Regions from separate parts of the Arachis hypogaea genome. Here region 2 is linked to region 1. The links are chromatin contacts, called in public Hi-C maps. All regions are on one chromosome and are shown on one strand. The core of a region is the stretch at or near the end of the contact, and the rest is flanking DNA. Distances in the headings are between cores, read along the strand shown.

Region 1 (5,290 bases), core at 1,468-3,967:
ATATGAGTAATTAAACATACACTTTGTCCTTTTACCATTGTACACTTACTCTATGTAATATTAATATGAAACTAGTGTGCTGCTTAGAAAGTATAAAAGAATGGCTACTTTAAGGAAAGAAAGCAAGAACGTGAATGCAAGTTGTCTTAATTTCACACTTAAATAATATATTGAGCCCAATGCAAGTAAAAGCAACGTTTACTTTAGAGTTTGAAATTACTTACTAAAATGAATTATTTTAATTTAAACGTGAAACATGTTGCAATAATAATTTAACTGGCATGCACTCCTTTTTAATAATTTACTAATTTTATACTCTCTCGTCCATTAGTTCAAGGTTTTGGTTAAAAAATTACAATAATATTATGTTAATTTGTTAATTGGACAAAAATTTGTAAATGAAAAATATTGAAAATGAACACTTATTTGAGAATACAATCAAAGAGTATATATTAGTATAATTTGGACAAAAGGATTAGGCTAAGACCATTCATTAAAAGAATAAAAAAATTATAATATATGTTTAAGGATTTAATTTTTATATAACATTTAATTATGTATTATATCTCAATAAAAATAATTACTTTTTAAATTCATTACTTAAAAATTTGTGTAAATCTATAAATCTAATTGAATTTAATGATGACCGTGATATAATACCTAAGAACATTCTATTAAAATTTTATGAGTAAATATCCAAAATCGTCCCTGAAAGATACCCCGATCTCCATTTTGGTCCTCGAAAGATAAAGTTAATCAAAATCATCCATTCGAAAGATAAAGTTAATCGAAATCGTCCCCGAAAGATACACGATTTGTCACATTAATTCTTCCGTCAGTTAGATAATGACATGTCACGTTAAGTGCCACGTGGCATATGATGACGTGGAGGGCTAATGCCACGTGTCACAAGATGATTAGTTGACGTGTCAAATCAGTGACATCTGACATGCCACGTGTCAGGTCAGTGACACGTGGCATGCCATGTGACACTTGACATGTAGAAAAGTTATTTATAATCAAAATAGTCCTTCAAAGTTCAGACGTAAGTCATTTTCATCCTTGAAATTTTAAAAATTAATCAAATTAGTCCTTATATAAGTTTTTTTTCTTAATAATATTAAATTTAAAATATTTTTTGATACTACTAATTTTAATAGAAATGTAATTGACAATAAAAAAAATTAGTAATTGTATCTTTTCTTCTTAAAAAATTTTTCAATAAAATTATCTCTCTTCTTTAATTATTCTCAAAATCTCTCTTATTCTTTTCTATTCTAAAATCTTTTTTTTACATTATTATTACATTTTGCTGGAAAAAAAAAAATATATATATATATATATATATATATATATATATATATATATATATATATATATATATATATATATATATATACTCAAAATTGAAATGAATGTATTTGTTAACCTAAATAAAGTTATATGCTTAAAATCAAAATTTATGTATGTTAACTTAAACAAAGTTATACCACTATTTTTTTTTACTACATATTTTTTTCCATTACGGTATTATTTACATATAGGATGTAATGGTAGTGATATTAAAAGAAAAATTATATAATCTATCTCAAACATATGAAACACACAAAAATTTATTATGATAATTGCATGTAATAGCTTAAGAAGCAATTCGTTTAGCATATATAATAATAATAATAATAATAATAATAATAATAATAATAATAATAATAATAATAATAATAATAATTAAGCAACAAATTTTTAATATTTTGTAAAGTTTGAAATTGAAGCAAAATTTGTGGATCTTCTTGAATTTTGACTTTCAATATTTTGACTTTTGAGTATATATATATTCTAGCAAAATGTAATAGTAATGTAAAAAAAGTTTTAGAATAGAAAAGAATAATAGAGATTTTGAGAAGAATTAAGGGAGAGTAATTTTATTGAAAAAATTTTTAAGAAGAAAAGATACAATTACTAATTTTTTAATTGTCAATTAAATTTCTATTAAAATTAGTAGTATCAAAAAATATTTTAAATTTAATATTATCAAGAAAAAATAAAAAAAAAACTTATATAAGGACTAATTTGATTAATTTTTAAAATTTCAGGGATGAAAATGACTTATGGGGTATCTTTCAAGGACTATTTTGATTATAAATAACTTTTTTACATGTCAAATGCCACGTGGCATGCCAGGTGTCAGTGATCTGACATGTCAACCAATTATCTTTTGACACGTGGCATTAGCCATCCACGTCATCGTATGCCACGTGGCACTTAACGTGACACGTCATCATCCAACTAACGGAAGGACTAACGTGATCAATCGTGTATCTTTCAGAGACGATTTTGATTATTTTTATCTCTCGAAGACCAAAATAGAGATTGGGTATCTTTCAGGGACGATTTTGACTATTTACTCAAAATTTTATTTATAAATGTCGTTAAGGAGTGGAAATAGATCATTTCTATTTTTTTAATATTTAAGAGAATGAAGTATAATCTCTCACGTTTAATTTTATAAATAAGATAAAAATAAATAAAAAATAATAAAAGATAAAATTAAATACTAGACAGTATTAAATTTTTTTGTCTACCGGAGAGAGGATCCACTCTATTAAAGAGCGCCTCAAATAAGTGAAGAAAAGTGTGGCAGAATGCAAATGCATGCACCTCGTGTTTCCATTTTGGACTTTTAGACACCAATGTAAGCCCTTTTCCATGGGCTGGACTCCAAAATAATAATTACTGGAGTTTCCAAAGGACACAAGAAAAACGACGTTTTGACCCAAAATATGAGTATAAGCTTGAGTCTTGACCTCCTCCGCCCACCAAGAAAAGAAAAATAATATATATATATATATATATATATATATATATATATATATATATATATATAAAAGCCTTCCAAAGAAAATATAAGGTGAAAAAATTTTCCCAGCCAAAAAAATTGAAAAAAATAGAATAATTTATTACTTTTTCAAATTACTCGCTTCACAAAATAAGTTTTTTCTTTTTTACTTTTGAAATTCATTAAAAATTTGAAAAGGAAAAAAATTATTTTTTAATAAATTTAAAAAGTAAAAGAGATAACTATTTTAAAAATGAGAGTAATATTATAAGCTATGCTAATAGCAACACAAATGAAGAAAGGAAGGCATTTAGAAGTTAGTACGTATTTATTAAGAATTTAATTTTAATGTATTAATATTTTAAATTGTCATTCAATCACATCTATTTTTTTAGATGATCATTTATATAATCAATATAAAAAATAATTATTTTTTATAACGTGACAATACGTAATTAGATGTATGTGTAAAACTGTTTTATACTAAAAATATATTAAAATTAAATTAATTTGTTAATTGGTCTACGAGGCATACATTTGTTAATTTTATGGAAAATTTTCAGTGAGAGTCTCTTATAAATTTTACTCTTAATAAGCCAGTCTTACAATGTAGTTAATTAATCTGAGTTTAATCTATAATTTACTATATTTTAAGTACTTAGTCTGACTTGGTTTGAATTTTGTTAAGAATGCTTCCTAATTTTTAATTTAAAAGAATTATTTTTATCTTTTTAAGAAAAGCAGCTGCAAATATGCGATATACCAAATTTAATATCTATATACTATATGCTATGTGCTTGGGTTTTCTTTTTGTGTAAATGCAGCATAGTAAATTAGTAATATGTTCATTATTTTTTGTCATACATAACAAGTTGATAACATACAACAACAATAAAACTCGGGCCTCAATAATACGCGTAGATATAATTTACATAGCCTTATGCAAAATACATTTGGGCTCTATATTTCCAATGGAGTCCATTTTATGATTGGGTTCGAAATTTGATTGGGCCAATAGTAGATGAGAACCCTTGACATTAAGTGTGAGAGTGCGTGCAGCCAAGGCCTTGGATCAATAGCAGCATCATCTGTGTCGCTCGGAGCTGCACCCAGGTTTGAATCCTCAATGAAAAATATAGAACTCATGTTAATAGTAGTAGTGTGTGTGCGAGTAAATGTGTTGTGTAACCTAAATTGGGTTGTCCAATCCATCAAAAAAAAAAGCGAGAGTGGGTGAATGTTGTAATATTATGTTGGGATATTATATTAGAGTAAACTACTAAAAATGATATTCAAAGTTGATATCATTAACAAAAATAATTTGAAAGATACTAACAATAAATAATATTCTGAAATATTTAAAAATATAATAAAATAAACAAAATATTAAATATATATTTTTTAAAAATATTTTAGAGATCATATTTTGATGTAATTTTTTACAATCATCATTAGACAAATAAGATCTTTTCTTTTTCAAAAATTAATAATTTTATATTAAGTAATTTTTTAATTTTTTTATTGTGAATGACCATATTTTTTAAGAAATAAAAAGAAAAACTAAAAAAAACCTTTTAAATATTTATTCAAATATTGTTATAAAGTTAGAATAAAATGGATAAGTTGTTTATTAAATACGAAAATTTTTTGTCACTTATAAAAAATATAATATTTATTGATTATTTTGTTGCAATTTCAAATTATTCAGAGACTGTTTTGTCAATAACTTTTTTCAAAAAAAATTATCGGAATCTAAATCTTTCGAGTACCAAATTGATAGTTAACTCATTATATTAATCCACGGGAGGACCAAAAAGATAAATAAATAAATAAATAAACTCATTAATATTCAGACTGAAGATGCATATGAGAACTATATATTTGGAGTAATATGCTAAAAATATTCTTAAAAGATTATCAAAAAAGATATTCTTCAAGGATTAAAACGATAAAAAATATCTCTAAAAAATTTAAAATGTTAAAAATAATTAGATATTAAATATATATTTTAAAATAATATTAGAGATTCGATTTTATTTTCAATTTTTACATGATTAAAAAAATAAGATACTTTAATAATTAAAGTTTAAGTAATTTTACAAAGTTGAAATTTTGTTTTTGTGAACGACTCTAAATTTTAAAAAATAAAAAACAGCTTAGAAATCAAATTTTACATTCATTTATTTTTTATACATTTTTTAAATAGATATTCAAATATTTCTACAAACATTTGAGTAAATTACAAACCAGTTCGTCAAATACCGAAAAAAGTTTACCACTTGTAAAATTGACATTTTGTTGTTATTTTGGTCATTTTTTAAAATTTTTTTAAAGCATATTTTGGTTTTGCTTTTTTCGAAATATTCTATCCGCGCGTAAATCTTTGGAGACCATTTTTTTTTATAATTTCCTCTATTTATTTGTCTCTAATTTCTTGCTTTTAGCTCTTCCACA
Region 2 (5,290 bases), core at 825-3,324, 70 kb before region 1:
ATCTAGATCCCAAAAAATATTCTATCAACAGTGAATAGTTATTATTGACAGTAGTTTTATGAGAGAGATCAATTTTGATGTAAAAAAATTGTAAAATATTTTACACAACATTATTTTTATTGAAATGGTAATTTTTTAATTTTAAAGTATCATATCAAATTGGCGAAAGACAGGTTGTATAAAGGAAAACTGAAACAAGAAGATTCAGAGTTTGAAAGGGAATTTATTAGAAAGGAAGTAGTAAGAAAAATAAAGCAGAACCAAAAGCTCACTTAGCCAAACATCTCAACATTCACAAGTCACAACCGAAGAAGCTCCATGTTCATAAGACATGATTTATGCTTTTTCTCTAATAATATCAACAACATTAATTCCAAAGCCAAAATCTTTGACACCAAACATTCCCTCAATTCTCCTAAATCCTCTTACATAGTCTCTAAATGTTCTCTGAAAACTTTCAACATATTTGAGAATGTTACAATGCCAACTAAGCTGCAATCATCTTCAATAACCCACAAGTAGTTCACTCTATGAGCAATTGCTTGAATCATCACAGCAACAAGTGAGCTCTTTGGATGGCACACTATGGCCTCAGCCTTCCTCACCATCCTCGCCGAGTAGCTCGACGATTTAGAGTACCTTCCGCCAGGCCTCATCCGCATTCTGGCCGACGAGGACTCCTCGTCAGACGAGGATGCAGATGAGGCCGAAGAAGCGTCGCTAGCTAAAGGCGACAAAATCATGAATTCTTGAAGCATTTTCTCCAAATTCTTCTCCCTCAACCTGGCCTTCACCACTCTGAGAAGATCCTCCGGGGGTCCACCGCCATCAATGTAGGCCATCAGGTCCCCGGCGGAGAGAGTGGCGATGGCGGCCGCAACCGTCTCGTCACAACAACCAAGAGTAGAGGGCGAAATCTCCCCAATGAAGGTGCCATCACTATCAACAATGGCAACAGAAGTTTGATCCGCCAGAGACTTGGAAATCGCCGGTAACGCCGAGGATGCAGGGGAGTAGTAGTCAATGGCAAGAACATCGGTGGAAATGATGCCGAGGGAGTCAATAGAGAGTGCAGGGAGAGGGGTGAAGAGGCCAATGGAGCCAAGTAGGAATCTAATCACATCTTCTTGCGTTATCCAGCAGAATTCACGCCCATTGTGGCTTGTTGACAATGATTTCTGAATCTGAATCTGTTTTCTTCTTGAGATTCCACTCTTTCTTGTTGCTGCTATAATCGGCACCACAAGATTCTGTGCTCCTTGGAGAATCAGATCAATTGCTTCCAGTAAACTATATTTACCCCAAAAAAAAAAAGTTAATAAATTTCAAGTTTTAGCAAGAAAAAATAAAGCATCAGATTCAGGTTGTTCAAGATTTTACTAATTAGTAAAAAGGATCAATAGTAAACAAGCCTCAGTAATTAAAATCTAAATTCACTTTATCTACTATGAGTTAAAATTTCAGATTCAGAAAATTGAAGGAAAAATATGATGTCTAACATTTGGAGCAGAGAGAAAGGTAGTTACGTGGAAGAAGGTTCTAGATGCACGACGATCCGAGGCGGAGCTTGAGTGAGAATAACAGAAAGAGGAGCTTTGAGAGCTTGAGAGGGAGACAAGAGGTTGTCTTCCCTGGAAAGGAAGCAAACAACATCAACCATGCACACTTTGCCAACGCATCTACAGCACTCACCTCCTTCTTCTTCTCCTTCTTCTTCCTTCTTGCTGCGATGATCGCAGGTCCAGACACTGATGAAGTTGTCTTCCGAGTTGTTCAGAGCAGCCAAGGCGTGTGCGATGGTGGAGGAAGCAGAGAGGGACCTCAACGGTGGTTTCCCAAGGCAGAGGTCGGATACCTCGCGTTCCTGCAGAAAGCTCACTGCCATGCAAATGAACAGATTCCGAGGGGGTTCCGGTGGTGGTGGCGGTGTAAGGCGGTGCTTGTGGTGGTTGGAAATGGTGTGTTCTGTGAGACAAAGGTGTTGGTATTTATAGGAGGAAGGACAAGTTCAAGTTCACAACTTGGAAAATGGAAGGGAGGTGAATAAACGCGCTATCAATACTTTCACTTTGACATCATTATTTCAATTTTTTTTTTATAATTAAGCTAAGAATTTAGTTTATTTATTTTGGTTTTTTAATGTATTTCTTAACCTGGTCTATCAACGATGCTGATCGAAATTCTGTTTAAGGGTTTAATTAAGTATATCCCTCTTGTATTAATTAAGTATCAAAATTTATTAAAGGCTAATATAAATCAAGAAAATAATTTAATAGCATTAAAATTATCAAAAGCAAAATTAATTTATAAAATCTCTCTTAATCTTAAAAATGTTAGTAATACTAGAAAAACATTTCATATGGTTGAAAAAAAAAAGTTATACTAAGCAAAAAGATATAATTGGTAAGAAAATCAATGTTACCGAATTTTTTTAAATGGACAATAAATTATGAAAGAAATTTTAAAATTTAGTAACCTAATTATTGGTATTTTGTTCTTCTTTTCTTTGTTATTTTAACTTAATTATTTTTGTCAACGACGACATCTAACATTTTTAATGCAAAATTTATTGTTGAATTATCAATTATAATAGCAATCTATAAAAGAATTAAGTTGGAACAGTGAAATTTAAATAAGAGTCTAATTATTTTTAAATCAAAGTTATAAGTCTAATACATGATAAATTTTATAAATTCAATAAGGATTAATAACCACTTATTTATTACTTTATTGAATATCATTGTTTTAGATTATATTTTTCCTCTATGAAGATATTGAAAATTATTTCCATTATTTTATATCGCTTCATTAATTAAAGGGCATTTAATAGTATTTTGAGAAAATTACAATCTTCTCGTTTGTAAGATGGCCCAATCAACCATGTTTAAAGAATATTAAACTTATCTATTAAAATTAATTATTATTATAAAATATATATTAAAATATAAAATATATATTAAAAATAAATTATATTATATATATTTTAGATGAGTGTTAGGGGATTAGCAACTTTTATGTTTTGTAATCATTAATTGGCCATCAATAGTATTTTTAATGGTGTGAGATTACATTCAATGATAGGAGATCACTCACTTTTCTTTTGATGATTAAGTGCTGACCACAAAACACATAAATTACTGCCCTCCTAGACTTTTCCTATATTTTATACACAAATATATAATAATAACTAATTTTTTATGTGCAATAATATTTTTGTATCTAAATAGTACTTTTTTTATTTATAAAATGTATACTCTTATCTATGGCAAAATTAAAATAATATATATTTTAGTCTATTTTACCAAAATACCGATCAATTATCTTTATAATTATAATTATATATATAAATATATGAATTAGTGATAATTATTTGGTTGATTTAAATAATAATATAAAATATATTTTTTATTAGTTAAATAATTTTATTTATTTTTAATGATAAAATATAAAATATTTAACTTGTTTAAAAAATATTTAATTAAAAAATTTTCTATTTTATAATTAATAATAAACTATTAAAAATAAATAAATTTATTATATTAATAATTATGAAATATATAAAAAAATTTAATTAAATTTTTTAAAAAGTTATAAAGTTTTATATTATGTGATAAAAATATTAAAATTAAATAAAATTTATATAATAGTAATAATAATAAATATATTTTATATTATTATTATTATTATTATTATTATTATTATTTAAATCAACCAAATAATTATCATTAATTTATATGTATAATTATAAATATTATTGATGAATATTAGTGAAATAAACTAAAGTGTATATATATTTTATAAATAAAAGAAATAAAAGTGTCATCTAAATATATTTCTCTAATATTATCCTTATTATTATACTACCCTTAGCTTTATATTTCTAAACACAATGTAACATACATCACTAGTTATAGGCAGAAAAGATGTGGACATATCTTTTTTCTTACATTAAAATAGGTGAAGATTATTATACTACGCAAATTAAAGTTTTAAGCTTGCTCGCTTCTCTCAATTGTCATTCTAACACTTCACTTCAATTGCTAGATTTATATATAAGGACATTTCAGAAAATTTTCAGTGAAGGAAACAACAAAATTAAATGATACTCCTATATGAAATAAGAAATCAAACTGATTCCATTATTGTTTGTAATTTTCAAGCTATATATATCTACAACAAATAGCAGATATTATACTGGCCGTTCTAGACTAACTCAAATTAAATTTATGGATTTAATATATATATAATTTAACAGAGTTGTTGATAGATAGCTAGCTGTTAATCTTTTATTTTTGTAGGTTAGTGATGAATGAATTGAACAAAGAAGACTAGCGCGTAGAAAATGAAGCTTAGCGGATATTATTAGCGTACTAAAGAATCTGAAGACTATTTTCTACTTTTTTTCAAAATTATATATTGACCAAAATCACTATCCACTTGCACCAAGGAAAAAGGGAAATTCTCTTTTTCTTCCTACCAATTACGACGACGATCTCCTTCACGTTCACCATTTCTTCTGATGATGAAAAGGTTTTCCAGCTACACGTGCTTAAAATAGAAAAACACGTACCTGGCTTCTTATCAACTAGTACATATGGAATTTTTTTAATCTGTCGTTGATGCAACTTATATATATATGTACACCTGATTTAGCTAACAAGTGCCCTTTTTCTAACAACACTTGTCAAGTGCTAAAACTTAAAAAGTATTACATGTGGATAAGGTTTATATTAAAAAGAAAAACCTTAAAATTTTAAAATATTAACTATTTATTGTATATAAAATATATATAAGTTAAAAAATTATTATAGAAATTATTTGAAACAAATTTTGTATAAAAAAATAACATTAAAAGTGTGATTAAATAATTTATTTTTTCAACTCTCACTTAATTTGAGACATACATATTTAGCATCTACACACATTTTCGCTTGCAAAAGTTGCGAAAATCTGCAAGAGAAAATGTTAAATAAATTTATGTGCATTTTATTTGCATCATCGGCGAAAATAGAAACTCAAAATTTTTTTATATTTTCGCTGGTATAGTTATAAAAAAACAAGTCTATGACTGCGAAAATATATACAAATTAATAGTTTTTTGTATCTTGATATAAATTGATAAATAAAGAATTTTTTTAAATAGAAAAGCCAAAAAAAAAAAAACTAAATGAGTTTGATTTTTACATAGTAATTTTCAAAATAATTAACCGCTCATATATACTTCTAATAAAATATTAAACGGAATTGAAATTAAGAATGCCACTTTTTGATATAAACAACAATAACTAAG

The links. A called contact is a pair of places that touch in the nucleus more often than the background predicts.
Region 2: a contact with region 1 is called in a Hi-C map of an unstated tissue, with 5 times the contacts expected there. The contact joins the promoter of LOC112707389 here to the enhancer-like site in region 1. A contact is called at or near these places in 5 of 8 Hi-C or Micro-C datasets (leaf and an unstated tissue).

What each region holds. Positions count from the first base shown.
Region 1 is chr8:39,208,883-39,214,172 of arahy.Tifrunner.gnm2.J5K5, reverse strand. No RefSeq gene overlaps it. Among protein-coding and RNA genes, the nearest start is that of LOC112708436, 3.8 kb to the right of the region's middle. Within about 2 kb of position 2,717, at least 1 of the 3 cell types and tissues checked has open chromatin away from gene starts, as enhancers often do.
Region 2 is chr8:39,278,445-39,283,734 of arahy.Tifrunner.gnm2.J5K5, reverse strand. LOC112707389 (CBS domain-containing protein CBSX5) reads right to left here and starts at 2,074. Exons shown (of 2, transcript XM_025759103.3): 1 at 1,527-2,074; 2 at 204-1,290. The coding sequence starts at 1,885. The coding sequence ends at 426.